Regions from separate parts of the Hordeum vulgare genome. Here all the other regions are linked to region 2. The links are chromatin contacts, called in public Hi-C maps. All regions are on one chromosome and are shown on one strand. Each heading gives the region's core, a stretch centred on a gene start, on an enhancer-like site or on the middle of the called end of the contact. The rest is flanking DNA. Distances are from core to core; before and after follow the strand shown. Region 1 has its middle 180 kb from the start of LOC123443739. Region 2 holds the start of LOC123443739. Region 3 has its middle 240 kb from the start of LOC123443739.

Region 1 (3,794 bases), core at 705-3,204, 180 kb before region 2:
TTTGTATATGTGGAACTTGACTGAGTGGATATGTGGAAAAAATGACTGAGTGTTTTGGTGGCTAACTTTGAGCATTTGAGCAATGAGTTCATTTTACTACTTCACCCCCTTTTAATAGTATTGGCTTTTCTATGGACTCAAAAGTGATTTCTCACAAATATAAAATAAAGAGTCTTCTTGCTTGAAGTCTGAGCCAATATTATTCCATTCTTGCATCCAGGGGCATCTGCACATAAACTTTAAGCCACAACACTTCATGGACTAAACCTGAAACATCTAGGTAAAATTGTTGGTTCAAGCGACAATGTACGTTGTCATGAATTATGAAAATCACCAAGGAAGTATATGTGCTTTCACATACGTACCTTGTGAAAGGAAATTGTGGGTTATGAAAGGATGGAAGGATATGAGGATTATTATGGGATGCAAGGAGATTGGATGATTAAAAGGAATGAGATGCATGACGTCTCTACATGCACTATAAAAAGGAATTGTTAGGGAATTATTATGGAATGCAAGGATGAAAGGAATTGTGCATGAAAAAAGATGGATGGAAGTGTGCATGAGATGCATGACGTCTCTACATGCATTATAGAAAATAATTGTTGGCTATTGAAGGGAGGTTTTAGTCTGAACCTGTTCGGTCTAGAACAATATAAGGGGAAAATATGTGTAACCTCGCATCCTTGCCATCGACACCAAGTCTTATTTTATCATTATTGTGTGGTTGATACTAAGTGATCCATCAGTCTAATAATAATACCTTGCAAACAGAGTATATCATGGTTCCACATTTCTTCTAAACCTCAGTTTGTTTGTGTGTCTGCTCGCGATGGCATCGTTCAGATGTCGTACTGCATTGGTGGTCATTTTAAAGGATGAAAGTTTTCTTTGTGCCGAAGCGCATGTTTTTGTGTTTGTACATGCACGCTAATTTTTTTCTTTCCGTTACAACGCACAGACATATGTCCTAGTTCAATATATACGTCCGCTGCACATCTATTTGGCGCACCAGGCACCCATTACATTGCCCAAGCTAGGCCAGCCCATTATGTTTGCTATTGTCTTTTAGAAATGTTAAAATATGTGTGTGAATTGAGATTCAAACTCTCTAACCACCGGGACATCGCCTCTCTAGTGCGCAAAGAAATTTTGCTTCTGCATTTTATTTCGTTTCTTCATGTTCACGAAAGCCCGGGTTTGTGAAGCTTCCACAAGAATCCCAAATAGATTTTCCCAAATTACGGTTTAGTTTACAAAGGGTTTTATTCAGTTTTTCCTTGTTTCCCTTTTCTTTCCTTTTTTGTTCTTCTAAATGAGTGATTTTATTTAAGAATATCGCCTTCTTTCAAATCGGTGAACCTTTTTAAAATTGACGATTTTTTTACAAATTTGATGAACACTTTTTCAAATTCCATCAACTATTTTTAGATTACATGAAGTTTTTTCAAATTGGATGAAACTTTTCCAAGATTGAAGAGTGCTTTCCAAATTTGGTGAAATTTTATTCAAATTCAATTTTTTGGAATACATGATTTTTTTTCAAATTTAATGAACTTTCTTTAAAAAAAATTCTATGAACTATTCTTAAAAATCTATGAACTTTTTAAATTTTTTTTGAACTTTTCGGAATGAATAATTAAAAAAAAATTTGATGACTTTTTTCGAATTGAATGAACTCTATTTCAAATGAATGAACGTTTTGTGAACCTTTTTTTAAATTTGATGGATTTAAAAAAATCTGAATGAGCTTTTTTGAAATCTCAATTTTTAGGATTTTTATAATGTTTTGTTTTAGTATCTTTGAAGTTAATGGTTTGAATAGTCAACTGGTCAACGGGGACCCCACAAGCAGCCCTCGAGCAAGGGCGATTTGAGCACTTGTCATGTGGGCCAGCCTACCATTCGGCGTGAAGTGCCAACACCATACGTCCGCTCTATTCTGGATGAGTCCCTGGCCTCTTCCCCAACCGACGCACACCCATTGCTTGCCGAGGCGCGACTTTGGGCCTCGCCACGTGGGGTCGGCTGCACCTGTTTTTTCTCTTTCATTTTTTTGTTTCTGTTTCATTCACTTCATTAAAAAATGTCCAGGATTAAAAATAAATGTAATTTCAAAATTACCACGAATTTGCAAAAACGTTTTTTATTAAAAGTATTTGTGAATTTGTAAAAACATTCTGTGAATTTGTAAAAATGTTCATGAATAAAAAAAATGTCCATGGGTCTAGAAAAAATGATAAGGAGTTTGTACAATATTAATAATTAGACAAAAATATTTTATTGTAAAAATGATCACGAATAAAGAAATTTTTTATTATTGAAAAGAATGTTCATAATTTCTCCAACATGTTCGCAACTTATAGAACCGTTCTCGAATTGGTAGTAATTGTTCATATATTCAAATATAGAATCGTATGGACAAGTTTTGAACTATACGAATAATTTTGAATTTGATGACTTTATTGGAAATTTGTGAACAGTTTTCAAAGCAATGATGAATATTACTTCAGTTTTGATTAACCTTTTGTATTTGATGATTTTTTTGTATTTGATCATTTTTAATTCAATTAAGTCATAATGTTCGCGAAACGAAACAAAAATTGGATATTAAATAAAAAGAACATGAAAAAAGAAAAAAGAAAAAGATCTTGAAATGCTCTAGAACGTTCCAAAAACTGGAAGCGGGAACTATACTCCTTGGGCCGGTTTGAAACACATAGAGAGCATACACGTGTCGCACGGGGAATAGAGAAATCACAAATTAAAGAGTATATCTTTTAAAAATCACTCTTGCCTTTCGAGGTTGCGACAAGTGAAACATGTGGGAGTTTTCCCTTTTTTTAATAGATTCGTATTTTTAAATTTTTTTATCTTTAAACCGTGCATTCAAATCTCGAACCATTTTTACCGTTGGGTTTCTCGCATCGAGATCTTTAAAACTAGACCACATGTTGGTAGGTTTTAACGATCTTTTTTATGAAAAAACACACAAAAAACCATGTTTTCGTGCATCTCGGGAAGGCAAAATCATGCCTCTTGCGGAAGCGAAACCGTGTCTCTCGTAGAAAAAAGTAGAAAACATGTTCTTTTCTTTGTGAGAGGCACGGCCGTGCCTTTCGCGAGGGCAACCGTGCCTCTCGCGTAAGAGAACCCGTGCCTCTCATAAAAAACCTAGATTTTTTTTCTTTCCGAGAGGCACGGTCGTGCCTCACGCTAAGGGAAAATCATGCCTCTTACAGAAGCAAAATATCGCCTCTCGTTTTTTCCTTTCTGAGAGGCACGTCAGTGAAAGCAAAACCGTGCCTTTCGTAAAAATCCAAAAAATGCGTTTTTTCGTGCAAAAAATTGTTTTTTTGTCCAAAAGCTACAAAAGACCGGTGAAAAAACGGAACACCAAAAAACTCGGATAAAACCAATCTAAAAAGCCAAAAAACGCGTGCGGAAAAAATGACCGAATGGAACGCTCATAGTGCGACACGTGGCAACGACTGAGAACGCGCCATGGCAGCACATGTGAATGATCGTTGGGAGGCTTTTGAGGGAGTGCTCCCCAACGAGTTGCTCTCGGGGAATATGTACCGAGCGAAACACAAGACTGTGTTGCATACAACGGGTTAGTAGTGGATTGGCCTAGTAACCATGTGTTTCGTAAAGCTAACGTTATATAGTTCATGATTTTGTTTATACTTTCGATGTACCAAAATACTTATACTTGAGGAAACTTTTTGTCGTGGTATTTCTGGGACAGATTCCATGGGGTGGCTTAACTCGTGATTTGGGGTCGATGGGCG
Region 2 (3,649 bases), core at 762-3,261:
CTCCCGTACTGGTGCCTGTTTGACCTTGGTGATGACGATAAAAAATATTGTGCATGTGTCCCTAAGGACCAAAGCCATGGAGCCACAGTTGTCGTCGCTCCCGTATTGGAGCCGGTTTGACCTTGTCGATGACAACCGAGAAATCTTCATGCATGTGCCCCCTAAGAACAAATGCCATGGAGCCGCAGTTGTCACCGCTCCCGTACTGGAGCCGATTTGACCTTGTTGATGGCAACCAAAAAATCTTCATGCACGTGTCCCTCAGGACCAACGTTGTGGAGCCGCAGTTGTCGCCGCTCCCGTACTGGAGCTGGTTTGACCTTGTTGATGACAACCGAAAAATCTTCGTGGACCAACGCCGTGGAGCCGCAGTTGTAGCCATTGAATCTTTGCACAGATCTGAAGCACATGACATCAAATCTCGCAATGTGACAAGAAATCCTAACCTCACCTCTACATTGAGTGGCGGGAATCTACGGGGAGGTCCATCAATTACGTCTATACAAACGGACTCGAGAAGGATCCTAGCCCGGAAGACAACTTGAAGAAGAAGCACCACCATTCACTTGAGCGTTGCATCTATGGTGGGTGAAATAGCGTGGCCTAAACTAGTAACCAAACGGATGAACAAGAATTCTCCTCCTCGCTACAGCCGTCGGACGGACGGACAGACGGTAGGCAAATTCACGGGCTCGTCGGTGAAACTTGGAGTAAAGAGTCTACCCTAGACTCCTAGGGTTAGGGGGGGAAAGGTGAACGGGGTCTATACAGGGCTCATCGGTAATAATTTAACTATGTGCATCTTCCATGTTTTTTAGTCATGTTGATGCAAAGGTAGGGACGTAGGGCATAATTGATACTCCCTCTGTCCTAAAATTCTTGTCTTAGATTTGTTTAGATATGAATGTATCTAGTCAAGTTTTAATATTTAGATACATCTATTTTTAGACAAAGTTAAGACAAGAATTTTGGGACGGAGGGAGTATCTTCTAAGTAGTCCTTTCCTAAGTGATCTAAATGCTTTTATATTCTTTTAGGGAGTGAGTATATTCTTTTTTATAAAGGAAACGGAGGGTCAAGTCATGCATTCTATAGGAAGTTGGCAACCACCAGGAATACAAATGGAGTGGAGTACGTGCGTCTCACAACGGAGGGAAATATCCGATCACGCAATCGAGACCGACCAGATGAGTGTGACCTTCAAATACGTTGTTGATAACCACATGCCCTCAGTCACAGGGAACGCTTCAATGCGCGAGAGAACACGGCAGATGCACACGTGTTGGTCCGATCAGTAGCGTACGTATCCGCGGTTAATCTCTTCTTCTTTCTCCAAATAAAAGCATGTATCCATCTGTGTCGGTTTTCCAGACGCTACTGCCTGTCGAACAATACGCAAATTGGAGCTCGGATCCGTTACAGCGATGGGCATCCAAACTACTCCCTCCGTTTTTAAATATAGGTCTTTTAAGAGATTTCATTAAAGGTCTACATACAGAATAAAATAAGTGAATCTATAGTCTAAAGTATGTCTATATACATCCGTATGTAGTTTACTAGTGAAATCTTTACAAAGACTTATATTTAGGAACGGAGGGAGTATGTACGTATCCTATCCGCGAAGACTAGGACAAAACTATTTGCTTCAAGTCTGCCTTGTGTTGCGACGTACGTACACGCTAAAGTGAGTGCACGAGATAGGCTAATGAGACTCCTTGTGTAGCACTTCAGCCTCGACTTAAAGTTTCCTGTTACCTGCAAATCCTACACGCTACACGTGGTCGTCACACGCCGATAAGCATGCTTGTGCTGGTTAAGTCAACACAGAAACCATGCTCATAAACTAGTAACCGCGTTTTGATCTCGTGTTGTTGGTTTACTAGATAAAGAAATGCAATGACCAGTTTCATAAGTTTTAGCCAGGAAACTTCGAAGCTGCCGGTTGCGGGTTGGGGCGCCCGGATCCGATTGAATTGAAGCAACGACTCCAATGCTGGAAGCCATAAAGGGAGGAGCATTTTATTCCTCTGCATATCCCCTGTCCCTCTTCTCCTCTGCTGCAACTCCTCTCCATTTTTCTCATCGTACCCAGCAAAGTAGGTAAGATATCTCTTGCTGTCCTCCCTTTTCTTTTCCTCCTTTTTTAGCGCTTTTTGGAATGATTAGATGGGTGTTAATGAGTTATATAGGTGGTTAGATGGTCGGATCATTTTCTTTTTGTTGTGAGTATCAGCGCATTTTGCTTGGGTCCCTCCTCAATTTTCAGTAACCATGAACGAACCTGGTTGCTACATGAGGCAATACAGATAATGCTTCAGGACAACCATGGATTTGCTTCCAAATTCAAACTAAGCTAGCTATTACAAGGAGATTGCTGTCTTCATCTTGTACCTTTTAAGACACAAGTTATTCACAACTAGTGCAACTGTGCAAAGTTATGCTAAGGTTGACACACTTATTTTGGAACATAGGGAGTAGATCCGAAGCAACAACAATGGATCAGTACAACTTGCTGTAGCATTTAGCATTCTTGAGTACGCTACAGCAGGCGGTATGTTGTTTTATACATGCTCTTTTTTACACCAACTCTTGCAGTGTAAGAGGAAGCACAGAACGAAATGTTTTTCCAGCGCAAGAATTCCAAGAAAGTGAAAAACACCGATGCATCGTCGCCCAAGAAGGACAAAGATAGCCGCGGGAAGAACGACTTCTTCGATCGCGCCAAGGGAGGCTTTGGTGCCCTTGCAGGAAGCATCAAATCAGCCAAGAACGGTTAGTTGTTTCGTTTCGTTCATTTTAGAGGCAAAAGGATGCTCTCTTACAAGAATGCCCCTCCAGCTTCCAACAAAACCTCTTCATCATCTCAGCTCTTGAACCTTTCATACTGTTTGTCATAATAAGTACTACTACTTTAACTGATAGCAGTAGAGTTTTGTCATAACTAGGTGTATTTTTGGTTGCTCAAATCCCATGGTGAGTTCAGTAAAGACATCTCGCGAGTCAAACAAATGAAAATAGAATCGCTAATGTATCCTCTTATTTTCTGATGAATAGATATGTTCAGAAAACAGAAATACTTATTCTGAAAACACTTTTGCGTTTACACCAGAAGAAGAAAAATTCTGACACTGACATAAACAAGACAGCTGGACAACAGCAATACTTAATCATACTATAATGTTTCAGAGTTGAAATGATGTAATTTAATAATTTTGATATTAGCTCTCAGAATTTTTAATGCATTGCGCACTTCTCCCGAATTAGCTGTCCCAAGTCTTGACAGACAGTTGGCTATATGTAACCTTAATAATTTCCTCCACCCTGACCTTTCGGGCCTCATCTACAGACGCTGAAGACAGGGCAGCAAAGGTTCAAGAGGATGTGAACGCCGGCATTGAAGCAATCTTGGAGAAGGGCTCAGGCATTCTTGAGAAAGCGAAGGAGGACGTTGGAGGCCAATCAGAAACAAGCCGCTCAAAGGAACTAGGTACATAATATTCAATTCAGGGTCGTCACTTGAAACGAACATTTCCGGGACATGCAAATATCGCAAATTTCCTTGCGATTCTGGTTGACCATTTCACGCGGAAAACTATACCCTGGAATACATATGATTCGATAGCGCAGCTCAACTTTCATCTTCCAATTA
Region 3 (4,006 bases), core at 44-2,543, 240 kb before region 2:
TGCGGGTTGCAGGGTTGAGCCGAGACGAGTTCATACCTAGCTTATTTTTCCCACTCAGGAATGGAGAGTCCTTAGCAGACGCGCCATGATCTGAGACATTGGTGTAACATCCCGGACACACCCGTCGGCGGTCGTTACTCCTGGCGGGATCTAGACTGACCCCACATATCAATACTAGTCTTTTCTGCGCACTTTGTCCTCACTAATGCGCATCCTGGATCAATTTCTCGGTCTGTCACCCAACCTAGAACTACTCCAAGCTAAGCATGCTTAACCTGGGAGTTCTGCTCGAATGGACTCCCGGAAAAGAAGGAAGTTTTTATTGATATGAGTAATCTATCATCCCTAATAAGCGAGGCTATCACAATTGGATAGTGGGCTGAAACCGACTCAGACGTGGGTCGAGTCCACATCTCTCGACACCTCTGCGCGTGCGCGCGCCCACACACACACACACACACACGCACGCACGCACACACACACACACACATATATATATATATATATATATATATATATATAGACACACACACACATGAGGTCCCTCCCAACCCTAGCCAACGATGCAATATATGGTTTCGCACCATTCCAGATCATTGCGCCGCCATCCGAGACTTCTCTATCCCTCCTTCCGGCGTGAACCGTGAGAAGGGACAGCAAGCCTCCTGAACCCCGCCTCTCGTGATTCTGTACGGGGAAGGGGCGATGATGTTTTACAACTGCTGGTAGCGACGATTTCCTCAATGACACTTCTTCCCAATCTCGGCAACCTCTTCCTCAACGACATGGACGACAACATCAACACCGGTTGTTCGACTCCCGCTGCACCGTATGCAATTATGTCCCCTCTTCTTGAGATCGTCCTAAACTTTTTATTTCTAGTCTCTGCTATAGACTTTTCATATATTCGTCTATTATGCTAATTCGCATAATTAATTTAATCTTTGTGTCTATCGTCATGATTTATTTACTGCTTGTTCGGATTAAATCTCATAGTAATTTGTTTATATATTCAATATTAACAAAAACTCATGTTGTCGGAAAAAAGAATTACTGATTAGGGTGCACTGACAAGTTTGTAGTAAATCTCGTTATTATCAGGAACACAGCGGGACGGTTTGCTGCAATGTCCCGCCCATTCCTTCCAATTATTTTCCATCGACCACTACTCCACCAGAAGCTTCCACCTATGCAACAAGAAGGAAAACGTCACGCTGCGCCTGGAGCTGGCCACGCTGCCGCTACGCGATACAACCTTGACTGACACGTTTGATTGATCACGAGAAAAGTACGTGGGTCTGACGTGCCGTGTGGCACGTTAGGATAGGACAGTCCATGCCGTTTCGTTTGAATCTGGCACCGCCCGTTCCTTTCAGTAGCATCGCCCGTTTCTTTCAGTAGTTCTTTTTTTCCTTTTTGATGTGTATCGTTGCTTTCGGTACTTACGGCGATTTGACCTCTCCGTCGAGCGCCATACTCCAATAATGCGGGCAGTGGCGGAGACTGAAATAATTTTTAGATGTGGGCGTGTGGCAGAGCTAAGAAGGAAAACAATCAATATATAATATAACTATATATGTGCCGTTCATGCTCGCTGCCTAGCATATAAAGCTACATTTTGAAATTTAAGTGCAAATTTAAAATTGCTGCCGGAACCATCAAACAAGTGTGTTAGTGTTGATCTCTTTCTAGAAAGGTTATAAAATAACAGTATATAATAGAAAAACTATTTTTTAATTAATAACTAAACAAGGTATATTACGTCAGAAAAACTAAAACATACACGAACGAGGGATCCCAAAAAATAAAATATATATGAAGGAGGGATCCCGACGGCGAATTGATATAAGCTAATATCTATATTTTGAGTACATATAAGTTAATAATTCGAATAATCATTATTCATTCGTAAATTAATTTTTTAGTGATCAACAATTTATAATTAGTACAACTAGCAAAATGGCCCGTGCATTGCCACGAAAAAAACATAATCTTCAATGATGGTGACCATATTATGTTCACATATCATCGCTTGATTTTGAAATTTTATGCACAAACGCAAGAAAATGTTTCTTCTGTTAAATTTATTCACAAGTTGAAGCAATCTTTACATTTTCAAAAAATATATATCATGGTTGTCAAAATTCTTGGTAACTTAAAGATTTATTATGAATTTCAATAAAAAAAATTGAAAATATACAGTAATAATTCGATCCATCCAACAGTTAATTCTTCAAAATTCACATAGTTATATTGTCACAAAGACTTAGAAGCATTAATATTTAACTACACACATTAGATCTTTCATGAACAATTTTACAAATATGGGAACAATTTTAAAATCGAGAACATTTTTTACTATTTACAAACATTTACAAAAATCGTGAATATTTTTTATATTTTGAACGGGTTTAAGGCGAACATAATTTTTTATGTTGGAGGATTTTATTTTAAATTCACAAACATTTTTTGAAACGCATGAAGTTTTTCTAAATAAACAAACATTTTTATAAATCAGTAATATATTTATTAAATACATGAACATTGTTATAAATCAGTAATATATTTATTAAGTTCATGGACATTATGTTTTCGTCAGCATTTTATTTTCAAAATTCCTATTTTTTAATATGGAAAAGTTTATGTAATTATAAATTATTTAAATTAGAAATAAACAAAAATGGAATGGAAAATTTTAAATAAAAAATAAACTATCAAAATAGGCATTAGCTATTTTTAAAATTTTAGGACATTTCTTCAATGCATTAACATATTTTCAATTAGAATACATGGAACTGTATTTGAAATCATGGACTTTTCTTATTGTACAAATATTTTTCTAAAATTGCAACATTTTATTGTATAATATGCGAGCATTTTATACAAAACTCCGGGCAGTTTTTCAAGTCACAAACATTTTATTTTTTAAATATGCTGATTTATAATTTTCAGTTTATTAATTTTAAAGATTATTTGAAGTTCTAAATTATTTAAAATAAAAAAATAAAACAGAACTGAAAATAAATAAATAAGAAACTAAAAGCAGACGCCTGTGCATGGGCCGGCCCATACGGTGTGCTGGATATTTTTCCAGCATGCAGAGCGTAATATAGGAGGTTTTTACATTGGCCGGCCCAGTCCATGATTTTTTGCTTTGTGAAACGTTTTCTATTACTTACCGGTGGCATGGTGGGTAATTTATGCAAACTTTAGGGGTAATTTTCATGACGGACGACCAGAAACCCTATTTGCTTTATTATTAGGGAGAGATAGAAGATCCAGTTGGCAGTCTTTCGTTGTCTATAATAATACCTTAGATAACCTTAGTCCGATTAGATCTATCTTCTCTTGGCCGGAGACGGAGAGTGGCGACCGCCCGCGCTAGGCTATGGATTTCCGGTGATCTTTGATGATCGATGCTGACATATATCAATTGCCTGGTCATGTAGCTTAGGAGACTGGCCAGACCGATGGTGGCGGCGAGACGATTTCCAATGGGAAACATTTCTGGCCGGTGCGCCGGTCGAACCGTTAAACCGGCCGCGCGCGTTCGTTGACTGGGCATGCAACATTTTTTCGTTTAAATTGTTGCAACCAGCGTCTTTTTGTTGTAAGCGTTATTTTTTTGCTACATTTGTCCAGTAAAAAAGCTGCATATACGTTTGGTTGCAACTTCAGTTCATTGGATTTTTCGTTAACAATTGATGTTTTTTACTTTTGCTACAACCGTGTTAATTTTTGCTACAACGTGCATCATTTTTTGCTGCAATCGTTTACTAAAAAAGTTGCATACACGTCACGTAAATATTTGTTACAACCGGCGTTTGACTTTTGCTATCACGCACCATCAGCATTTTTTTTCTACAATTACGTACATATTTTTTTTGCTACAAATTTTATTTTTTATTGCAACCGTTAAAAAAATTACTGCATCGCATCGAAATTTTGCTGCACCGAGAAAAAAATATTGCATGAAGATCCAACGGTACGGACACACGGGGTTGGT

What was found. A called contact is a pair of places that touch in the nucleus more often than the background predicts.
Region 1: a Hi-C map of leaf shows a contact between it and region 2, with 4 times the contacts expected there. The contact joins the enhancer-like site here to the promoter of LOC123443739 in region 2. A contact is called at or near these places in 2 of 6 Hi-C or Micro-C datasets (leaf and seedling).
Region 3: a Hi-C map of leaf shows a contact between it and region 2, with 3 times the contacts expected there. The contact joins the enhancer-like site here to the promoter of LOC123443739 in region 2. A contact is called at or near these places in 2 of 6 Hi-C or Micro-C datasets (leaf and seedling).

What each region holds. Positions count from the first base shown.
Region 1 is chr3H:323,005,206-323,008,999 of MorexV3_pseudomolecules_assembly, reverse strand. No RefSeq gene overlaps it. Among protein-coding and RNA genes, the nearest start is that of LOC123443739, 180 kb to the right of the region's middle. Within about 2 kb of position 1,954, at least 2 of the 3 cell types and tissues checked have open chromatin away from gene starts, as enhancers often do. A contact at or near this core is called in leaf, where this site is marked.
Region 2 is chr3H:322,827,060-322,830,708 of MorexV3_pseudomolecules_assembly, reverse strand. It overlaps LOC123443739, which reads left to right and starts at 2,011. Exons shown (of 5, transcript XM_045120256.1): 1 at 2,011-2,100; 2 at 2,596-2,772; 3 at 3,347-3,487. The coding sequence starts at 2,619.
Region 3 is chr3H:323,068,003-323,072,008 of MorexV3_pseudomolecules_assembly, reverse strand. No RefSeq gene overlaps it. Among protein-coding and RNA genes, the nearest start is that of LOC123443739, 240 kb to the right of the region's middle. Within about 2 kb of position 1,293, at least 2 of the 3 cell types and tissues checked have open chromatin away from gene starts, as enhancers often do. A contact at or near this core is called in leaf, where this site is marked.